Linked DNA regions of Mus musculus: region 1 is linked to region 2. A link is a contact called in public HiChIP or PLAC-seq data. All regions are on one chromosome and are shown on one strand. The core of a region is the stretch at or near the end of the contact, and the rest is flanking DNA. Distances in the headings are between cores, read along the strand shown.

Evidence for each region. HiChIP or PLAC-seq counts read pairs in DNA pulled down with a chosen protein or histone mark.
Region 1: a Foxp3 HiChIP or PLAC-seq map of regulatory T cells shows a contact between it and region 2, with 8 times the contacts expected there. The contact joins the enhancer-like site here to the promoter of Tmem50a in region 2. A contact is called at or near these places in 5 of 39 promoter capture datasets (the 3T3-L1 cell line, the C10 cell line, the HPC-7 cell line and 1 more) and 11 of 115 datasets of contacts at active chromatin or transcription factors (the SCID.adh cell line, T-cell acute lymphoblastic leukemia, bone marrow-derived macrophages and 7 more).

The regions. Positions count from the first base shown.
Region 1 is chr4:135,409,182-135,413,533 of GRCm38.p6, forward strand. Rcan3 (regulator of calcineurin 3) reads right to left here. Exons shown (of 5, transcript NM_022980.4): 5 at 3,128-4,352. Among named protein-coding and RNA genes, the nearest start is that of Mir700, 5.3 kb to the right of the region's middle. Within about 2 kb of position 2,645, at least 4 of the 459 cell types and tissues checked have an H3K27ac peak or open chromatin away from gene starts, as enhancers often do. A contact at or near this core is called in bone marrow-derived macrophages and regulatory T cells, where this site is marked.
Region 2 is chr4:134,913,624-134,918,406 of GRCm38.p6, forward strand. Tmem50a (transmembrane protein 50A) reads right to left here and starts at 1,293. Exons shown (of 7, transcript NM_027935.2): 1 at 1,266-1,293.

The sequences.
Region 1 (4,352 bases), core at 1,395-3,894, 500 kb after region 2:
AAGTGGAATATTAGCATGCATGGAGCACTCCCACTCTCACGCATGGAGCACTCCCATGCATGAAGCACTTGCATGCATTACATACATGCATGCATGCAGCACTCCCACTCTCACACATGGAGCACTCCCATGCATGAAGCACTCGCATGCATGCATTGCTCTCTCTCTGGCTCTCTTTTTTTTTTTTTTTTTGTTTTTCAAGGCAGGGTTTCTCTGTGTATTCCTGGATGTCCTGGAACTCACTTTGTAGACCAGGCTGGCCTCGAACTCAGAAATCCGCCTGCCTCTGCCTCCCGAGTGCTGGGATTAAAGGCGTGCGCCACCACGCCCGGCGCATTGCTCTCTTCGGATCAGGGCATAGCACAACTGGCTGATTCAAGATCATTTTGTCTTGATCTCCCTGCCATGATGGATTGTAACATGGAACTATGAGTTAGAAATAAAACTTTTCTTCCTTACGTCATTTAGTCAGGGTACTTTATCACAGCTATAATGAAAAGAAAGGCAGGCAGCTCTGAGGGAGGGTTATGACATTTGAGAAAGCCGGGACAGCAGTGTGTGTACTGCATCCCTCCACGTGTGAGCCAACGATGAGACATATGGGATGGTTGACAGAGTGAGCAGACCTCCTAGCAGTGTTATAGCTGTCTTAGCATTTCTCAGAGACCTCGTCCTCATGGAAAGACCACTGTATTCCCAACTGTATGGGTTTAGAAGGCTCTAGAAACACTATAATAGAGAAAGTGATTTTTCTGAACATTTCAGGCCTCAAACCCCTAGATAACATAGATTCAACACCCCCTGTGGTGGTTTGGATGACAATTCCCCATAGGCTCATATATTTGTGTGCTTAGTCAACCGGGAGCAGAGTGGCTCTCTTTGAGAAGGATTAGAAGGATTAGGAGGCGTGGCCTTATTGAGTGCACGTGTCCTGTCAATGGAGTGGGCGTTGAGGTTTCAAATACCCACATACACCAGGCCCAGTGCCTGCCTGTCTCTCTCTGTGAGTTTATCTGTGTCTACATCTTTCTCCTGCCTGGAGACCAGGATATAGTTCTCAGCTACTTCGCCAGCAGCTCTACCTTTACGCCACCATGCTTCCAACCATGATGATCATGGAGTAAATCTCTGAAACTGTAAGCAAGCTCCCACCCAATTAAATGCTTTCCTTGATCAGAGCTGCCTTGGTCCTGCTGTCTCTTCACAGCAGCAGAACAGTGTTCTAACCTTCAGAGCAGTTCTTTGCCTTGGCAGAGCAGAGAAACCTTGGCAAGATTTCGAATTTTCCCTGTGGAGGCTATCAAGGGTCAGAGCTGCAAGCACACACGGGTTCCTCTCAATGCTGATATTAATGGCTGTGTCTAGTACTAACAGAACTCTGACACATACTGACGTACTTTTTTTCTTAATATTTAATATAAAAATAATATATTTTTTTGTTTTTTTGAGACAGAGTTTCTCTGTCCTGGAACTCACTCTGTAGAGCAGGCTGGCCTCAAACTCAGAAATCCACCTGCCTCTGCCTCCCAAGTGCTGGAATTAAAGGTGTGCGCCACCACTGCTGTATGTGAGTAGCTGTACAGATGGTTGTGAGCCATCATGTGGTTGCTGGGAATTGAATTCAGGACCTCTGCTCGCTTCGGTTAGCCCTGCTCACTCCGGTCAACCTGGCTCGCTCCAGCCCAAAGATTGATTGATTGATTGATCGATCAATCAATCGATCTACCTATCTATTTATTTATGGTTTTTTGATTTTTTTCAAGACAGGTTTTCTCGGTGTAGCCTTGGCTGTCCTGGAACTCACTCTGTAGACCAGGCTAGCTGTCTTCGGACACAGCAGAAGAGGGAGTCAGATCTCATGACAGATGGTTGTGAGCCACATGTGGTTGCTGGGAATTGAACTCAGGACCTTCAGAAGAGCAGTCGGTGCTCTTAACCGCTGAGCCATCTCTCCAGCCCGCTGATGAGCTTTGAAATCAGCTTATTTTTAGGAGGTTAACTTCGAAGTTAGGTTTCATTCTTATATTTTCTAGTCTGTACTTTTTCATTTCATGGCTTTTAGAGGTAGGATTTCATGGAGCACAGGCTAGCCTCAAACTTGTATATAGTTAAGGGTGACCTTGAACTGATCCTCTTGAGTCTAAATCCAAAGAACTGACCTTTTAGACATACATGACCATGGTTAGTCCTATCCCGTACTGTTTTGTTATTTGGAGACACGGCTTCACGTAGCCCAGGCTGACATCATGTAGCCCAGGCTATGTAGCTAAGGATGACCTTGAACTCCTGATCCTCCTGCCTCAGAAGTGTCAGGATTATAGGCCTGTGCCACCAAGGTGGCTTGGGATCCAACACAGGGTCTTGTGAAAGTTAGGAAAGCACTCTGCCAGGTAGGTCACACCTCAGACCTCTAGTCTGTGTTTTCAAAAATGGCTTCTTTTTCGGTTTGTAATGTCTTTTCTGCTTACTGTTATCAACCAAATGAGATTTGATCATGATGGTAGGGGTTTGGGTGGGTGTTGTCAGGGTGCTGGGGATTAGGCCTGGGGCGCAGTATATGCCAGCTAAGCACTAGACCTACCTTCTAAGGTCCTTTTGAACCCCAAGTTATAGTAGAGCCTTAAGCAGAGCTCAAGGCCCCAACCTGGAAGCACAGTGCCACCTGGTGGCAGCTCTGCAGACCAGCCTGGAGAGGCAGCCACGGAAGTGGAACCATCGGCTTGCTTTGTGTTCATTTTATTCAAAACTATATAAAGAACCTTTGAGTCCTAACATACTTCCAGGAGGATTACAGAGTTCCACCAGACAGAGCTCAGAGCACTAGAACAAGGACACGACTATGCAGTCTAGAAACACGTTGATTTTGACCCACTGAGACTTAGGCTACTTACTGCCTCTGGCATCTTCTGGTAAATGTGAGTGGGGTGAGGGTGGGCCTGGGGGCTAGGAATTTGGGGTGCTACCCTCTTGAGAGTTCTGCTCCTTTCTAAATAGAACAGCTGTTTACTTTTAATTGAGACAAGGTCTTACTGTATAGCCCTGGCTGTCCTGGAATTCACAATGTGTAGCCCTACATTATTGTCTAGTCAGTCCTAGTATATACACTGAAGAGACTGCTCAATGAGCTGACTTAAAAAACAACAATTCTTTATTAGTTTCAACATCAACGTTTGTTACAGGTAATCACAAGTGTCTTCCGGGTCACAGTCTGCCTCTGTCACCTCCTTACAGGACAAGGAATGTTCGAAAGCCTCAGGACACAGGACAGTTGAAGCTGATAATGAACTGTGGCCCATCAGATCAACGATACTGAAATCACAGGACACACGGATGAGGCTCACTGACCAGTTTCCACACGTGCAGCGAGCATACTACAGTGCACAGACCAGGGGATTACAGACATGCTGGATTCGGGACTTAATCCAGCTGCAGGTTCAGTTGTGGGGATCAATGTGCAACAGCTGTGAATGCGTTCTCACACGTCAAAGACACACATGACGTGAATAGATACTCAGAGGCTGACAGCAGAGGGCACAGCACGGCACAGGACTGAGACCTGTGGTCCCTTAGTCCTCAATTGGACTTAGGAAGAGGGGTGCCAACAGGGAACGGTACAGAAAACCACAAATTATCTGCATAGATAGAAAAGAAACCCCCCTGTGTCATAAACGCACATCCGGTCAGGTCAGGCCATGTGGGACCTGCAAGGGTCTCGGGACCCACTTCAAGAACTGCAGGTTTCCAAGAGAAAGCACTAACCCGAGTGAGTAGGTGGTGTCTGCATGCTGACCGTATCTGGGATCACTTCTAGCCTTGACTAGAAACCACAGGGAAGGAATACGGCACGTTCCCAGCCGTGGACAAGATGCACAGTTGCTGTTATCTGTCCCTGGGATACCTGGACACCCAGGAATCCCCTTGTTTTTAGACAGGGTCTCGGTACATGGCCCAGGCTGGCCTTAAGCTTGCCAAGCCCTGGTACCTCTGCCTCCCAAGCGCTGAGAGGACAGCCTATGTCACTGTGCTGAATACACGGTAATCCTGACTATGAACTGCGCTCCACTCAAGACTGAGGGAAACAGTGGCACTCTGAGAGGGATGGCTTTTCTGGAGAACACACTCTTGAAGGGAGTTTGAAACACCAACAGTCATTTGTCATGTGGTTGCTCAAGGTTCATACATCGTACTCTCTCTGTGTGTGTACTTAAGTTTGTGTAGAATGAGTCCAGAACAGACTTCTTGGCTAGAAGTAAATATTTTCCCAGTTGCTCTGTACTGTCACACCAAGAAAAAGGAAAAACCTTATTCTGAGACGGTTTAACTCATGTAGCCCAAGCTAGCCCCGTTCTCTC
Region 2 (4,783 bases), core at 43-2,542:
TTCATAACCATCTATAGGGGGATCTGGCGCCCTCTTCTGGCCTGCGGATGTACAGGCAGCACAGCACTCATAAATAAATACAAATTAAGACAAGAAAACAAAACAAAATCAGGATGGTCTTAGCATATTTACATAATATGAATGAAGGTGATTACCTTAACCTTAAACAAAAATGTACTGTCACAAAAATGACATCTCCTCAAAGATGTCACATTTTATTATTTCAAGTCCACTAGTTCTTTAAGTGAGGGCAATGATGCTTAGCCCTCCACAGCTGCTTTCTAAACCTTAAGCTCCCTACTAAAGGTTCCTATTTGATTTTAATAATAAGGACATGATAGACTTTGGTTTTAAGGTAAAAATGTAAACTTGGATGGAAAATACTTCCTCTAGGAATCTGCACATTTTATCCTACATCTGTGTCTTTCATGCCCAGATTAAGAAGAGAACGGCTCAACTTCGGGCTTTATTTCTATTTCGTTTTTTCTCCACTATTTGTCCCTTCACCAAGCCTGCCTTCGGATGTCATTACTTTGTAAAGGGCACTCATCTTACTATCCCTAACTCTGCTACTGATGCTGTTTGTACATTCCCCACAAAAAAGGGCAGGCCTGAAACGAATTCAGACTTAAATAAAGAACGTGCAGTCAAATTACCACGGTCAGCCGAAATTGTCTTAAATCCCATAAAACCCTCCTCCTTCAAGTTCAGCTGTGCAGACCCAGCCGGAGAAACGTAACTCATCTTAATTTCACAGATAAAACCTGAATTAAATACAACTCGCTCACAGTGAACACCCCAGATCTCACATGACTCCCTAAGGAAGGCGATTTCAGTTTTAGCCGCCTCTAAACAAGCTAAAGGGAAAAACTGATAGACTTTTGTGATGAGTTCGGGTCTGAAAATACACTCGTTTTTATCTAATGATTGGAAAGAAAAGCAACCCACTATGTGTAATTGTCGGTTCCCCCAATGGCCCACCCGAGTCCATTTTTCGTTGCACAATTCTTTGACATTTTCAAAGGCAGACCCGCCCTGCAGACTGGAGGAACAGGGCGCGGTTACGCGTGGGCCGAACCCCGACGCGCCACCGTCGGATGAGCGTGCCCAGCTCCACAGTTCTGGGGAAGAGTCCCCGCCACAGGAAGCGGCCCCGCAGGTCGCGGGATCTCAGCCCCGGCGGCGGCGGCGTCCAGGAGCTGGGGCACGGCCACTGCCGCGAGTTCGAGCCCGGCCCGCTGCTCCGCCCTCCCGTCCGCACTCACGTCCAAGTCCGGAGTTGGGAGTCGCGGCGCGTTTGGTAGCCTCGGTTTACTCCAGTTCTGCAAGAAAACAAAACAGCCACAGGCAATCAGACTCCCGGATGTCGATGTGCCGGTCCGCCCCCGAGTCAGTGCGCATGCGGATCGAGAGCGAAGGGCGGATCCCTGGGGTGCAGCCTATGGGCCACGCCCACCGCGCCGACAAGTCTGTGGGTTACCCGGACTCCCTTGTCACTGTGAGAAATGCTAGAGTGGAGCCTGTCTTCTGGGATGGGACCAAGGAAGGGAGGCAACAGTCCACCTGTACTGTTTGGTTTTGTTGTTGTTGTTACACTTTTTAAAATGTATTCTTCTTGTCATTGTGTAGAGATCAGACAGATCACCCACCCTCCAAGAGTGGTCCTTCTTTTCCTTTCGTCATATGGGTCCCAGGAATCAAACTCAGGTTATTTGACTTAGCAGCAAGTACCTGCTTTACCTGCTGAGCCATTTTTCCGGCCCGATGGTGACTTTAAGAGGGCTGGCATGGCCCTGCTGTCATCTCATGTTCACGTGGGTGGCAGGTAGTCAGGAGCCTGTGGCACAGAAGGTGGTTGGGTGGCTCACTGCCTTGCAGGAGGGATCATCTCTCCGGTCCCCAGCATGAAATCTATGTAGCTTTTGTTGAGAGGGGGAATTAGCTGATTAGTATTTGAAACTATACAATACCCCCTCCACACAACCCCCCTTCCCTCCTCCCCCGCCCCCCCGACTGTGCCTGAACCCAGGGCTCTACCACTCAGTCCAGGTTCTAGACCCATAACCTATTTAACTTTTACATGTTTTACATGATGAGTATTTTGCTTGCATGCACATCTGTGCGCCACTGTGCACTGTGCTGGCAGAGGCCAGAAGAGGTGCCTGGAACTGGAATTACAGCTGTTGTGAGCTACCGTGTGGGTGTAGAGAACTGAACCTGGGTCGTCGAGAGAACAGCCTGCACTCTGAATCATCGCGTCATCTTTCCAGCAACTCCAGGACCTATTTTTAAATGGACACATTTCTTAGCCCTAGAGATTAAAGGTTTATTGTGACTGGCTAAAGACTGGTTAATGTCTCAAGGTCAGGCAGTGCTCCCCCAGCCCTGTGTGTGTGTGTGTGTGTGTGTGTGTGTGTGTGTGAGCGCGCGTGTGTGCACATGTGTGTGCATGTAGGCATTTATTTCTTTAGTTGCTATTCTGGACCTCCCCATGCTAAGTTGACATTCTACCTCTGACCTCTGAGCCATCTCTCCAGGTCTTTTGCTTTTGTTTTTGTTTTTTCCCAACATGGTTTCTCTGTGTAGCCTTAGTTTTCCTGAAATTTGTTCTCTAGGCCAGGCTGGCTGGCCTTGATCTCAGAGATCTGCCTGCCTCTGCTTCTCAAGGGCCAGGATTAAAGGCCCACACTACCACCACCACCACCACCAAACCCAAATGCAGATCTTAATGAAAACTTTTAAATGTCTATTCATATTTTTTAACTGCTCTTAGTAAAGCTTCTACGAAGCTAAGTTCTGCAATGAAATCTTGCTGGAGGTCTGCTGGAGCTATTGGGTCCTGTCTGGGTAGAGCTCAGGGTTGGGTGAAGCTCCTAAGTCAAGATGCAGGACTATTGAAGCCACCGGGGCAGTGGAGGTGAAGGGCAGGCCACGGTCCACAGGGACAAACAGCCAAAGCTCCTTCTTCTTTGCGTTGTCTCTACTTCTTTACTGGCTGTATTAGTTACGTTGCTGTTTTTGTGATAAAATACCTCACTCAAAGCAACTTATAGGAGGTTATTTGGAATATAGTTCTGGAGGGAGGAATCCATCATGGGGCCAGGGATGTGACAGCAGGTGACCGGCACAGTGCTTTGAGCAGGAAGCTAGGGGCTTACATCTTCAACCCCAAGCATGAGGTAGGGCTGGAGACTTGGAATGGGGCAAGGATTTATAATCTCATGTCCTACCCCTAGTCACATACTTCCTTCAGCTGTACCACCTACGCCTCCCCAAACCACGCCGCCATCTGGGAACCAAATATCCAAATATCCAAGACGATGGGGGACATTTTTTATTCTGTTATACAGACCAATCTATATGAGTGGGTTCAGCCCCTGTGCATGGTACTCCATGAGACTATGAAGGAAGCTATCCAAAAGAGACCTGTACTTAGGTCAAACATCCTACAAGCCTGACTGGCAAGTCTGACTGGCAGGTCCAGGGCGAGATTATTCTGGGCTAAATAGCCCTGCTAAATAGCCACTTACTGCCTATCTCTGTTTGACTGGCATTCTTGAGACAAGCAGTTAAAATCCTCTTTGGAATATGCAGACACCACTTTCAGTTCCTCTTGGCTACCCATTGGCTACCCATGTTGTTGAGGTAGGCTGTTAGAATTACCAACCATCTGTGCAGTTCTGCCATGCATCCACCCGTCCCTTTGCCCATCTGGACCATGTCCTGCCCTTCACCTCCTCTGCCCTGTTGGCTTCAATAGTCCTGCATCTTGACTTGGGAGCTCGGCCCCGCCCTGAGCTTCAACAGACCTCCAACAGGGCTTCACTATCTTATTTCCACAGAGGAGTTATCTGCTCTATTATCAGCCTTCTGCTTATCTCTTCTTCTTCTTCTTCCCCCCCCCCCCCCCAGTTTTTTGAGACAGGGGTTTCTCTGTATAGCCCTGGCTGTCCTGGAACTCACTTTGTAGACCAGGATGGCCTCGAACTCAGAAATCTGCCTGCCTCTGCCTCCCGACTGCTGTGCCACCACACTCGGCTCTGCTTATCTCTTCTTCAGTGTCTCTCAAACACCTTAGACTCAGCTATGACCTCTTTAACCCTCTGTGGGCCTTCTGTAACCTACATACAGACATATATAGATTTACTGCATTCTGTGTGTTGTATGACTGAGAGTTATTATTAGCAGTTAAGATTGTTGTAAAGACCAGGCAGTGGTGACCCATGCCCTTTAATTCTGGCACTTGGGAGCTAGAGGCAGGAGGATCTCAGTGAGTTCAAGGCCAGTTTGGTCTATAGAACAAGTTCCAGGACAACCAGAAATACACAAAGAGAAACCCTGTGATAAAAGTAAAGAAAAAAAAAGAGGAGCTGGAGAGATAGCTCAGCAGTTAAAAGTGTTATTGATAAATATGGGCTGGAGAGATGGCTCAGTGGTTAAGAGCACTGACTGCTCTTCCAGAGGTTCTGAGTTCAAATCCCAGCTACTACATGGTGGCTCACAACCATCTGTACTGTGATCCAATGCCCTCTTCTAGTGAGTACTCACATATATGAAACAAACAAACAAACAAACCTTTAAACAAGAAAAAAAGAAAATTGGCATAAAGGAGCCTGCGTGTAGGCCTGGAGAGATAGCACAGTTAATACCTGTCAGCCTCCTGACAAGAAACTCATAGCTTCTGAATTTGCTGTTATTCCACGAGTTCTGAAAAGCTGGCAAGGCCTGATGTGTCCATCTCTGCTTCTGACCGAGTGTACTGATAATGGCCATGTGTTGATGC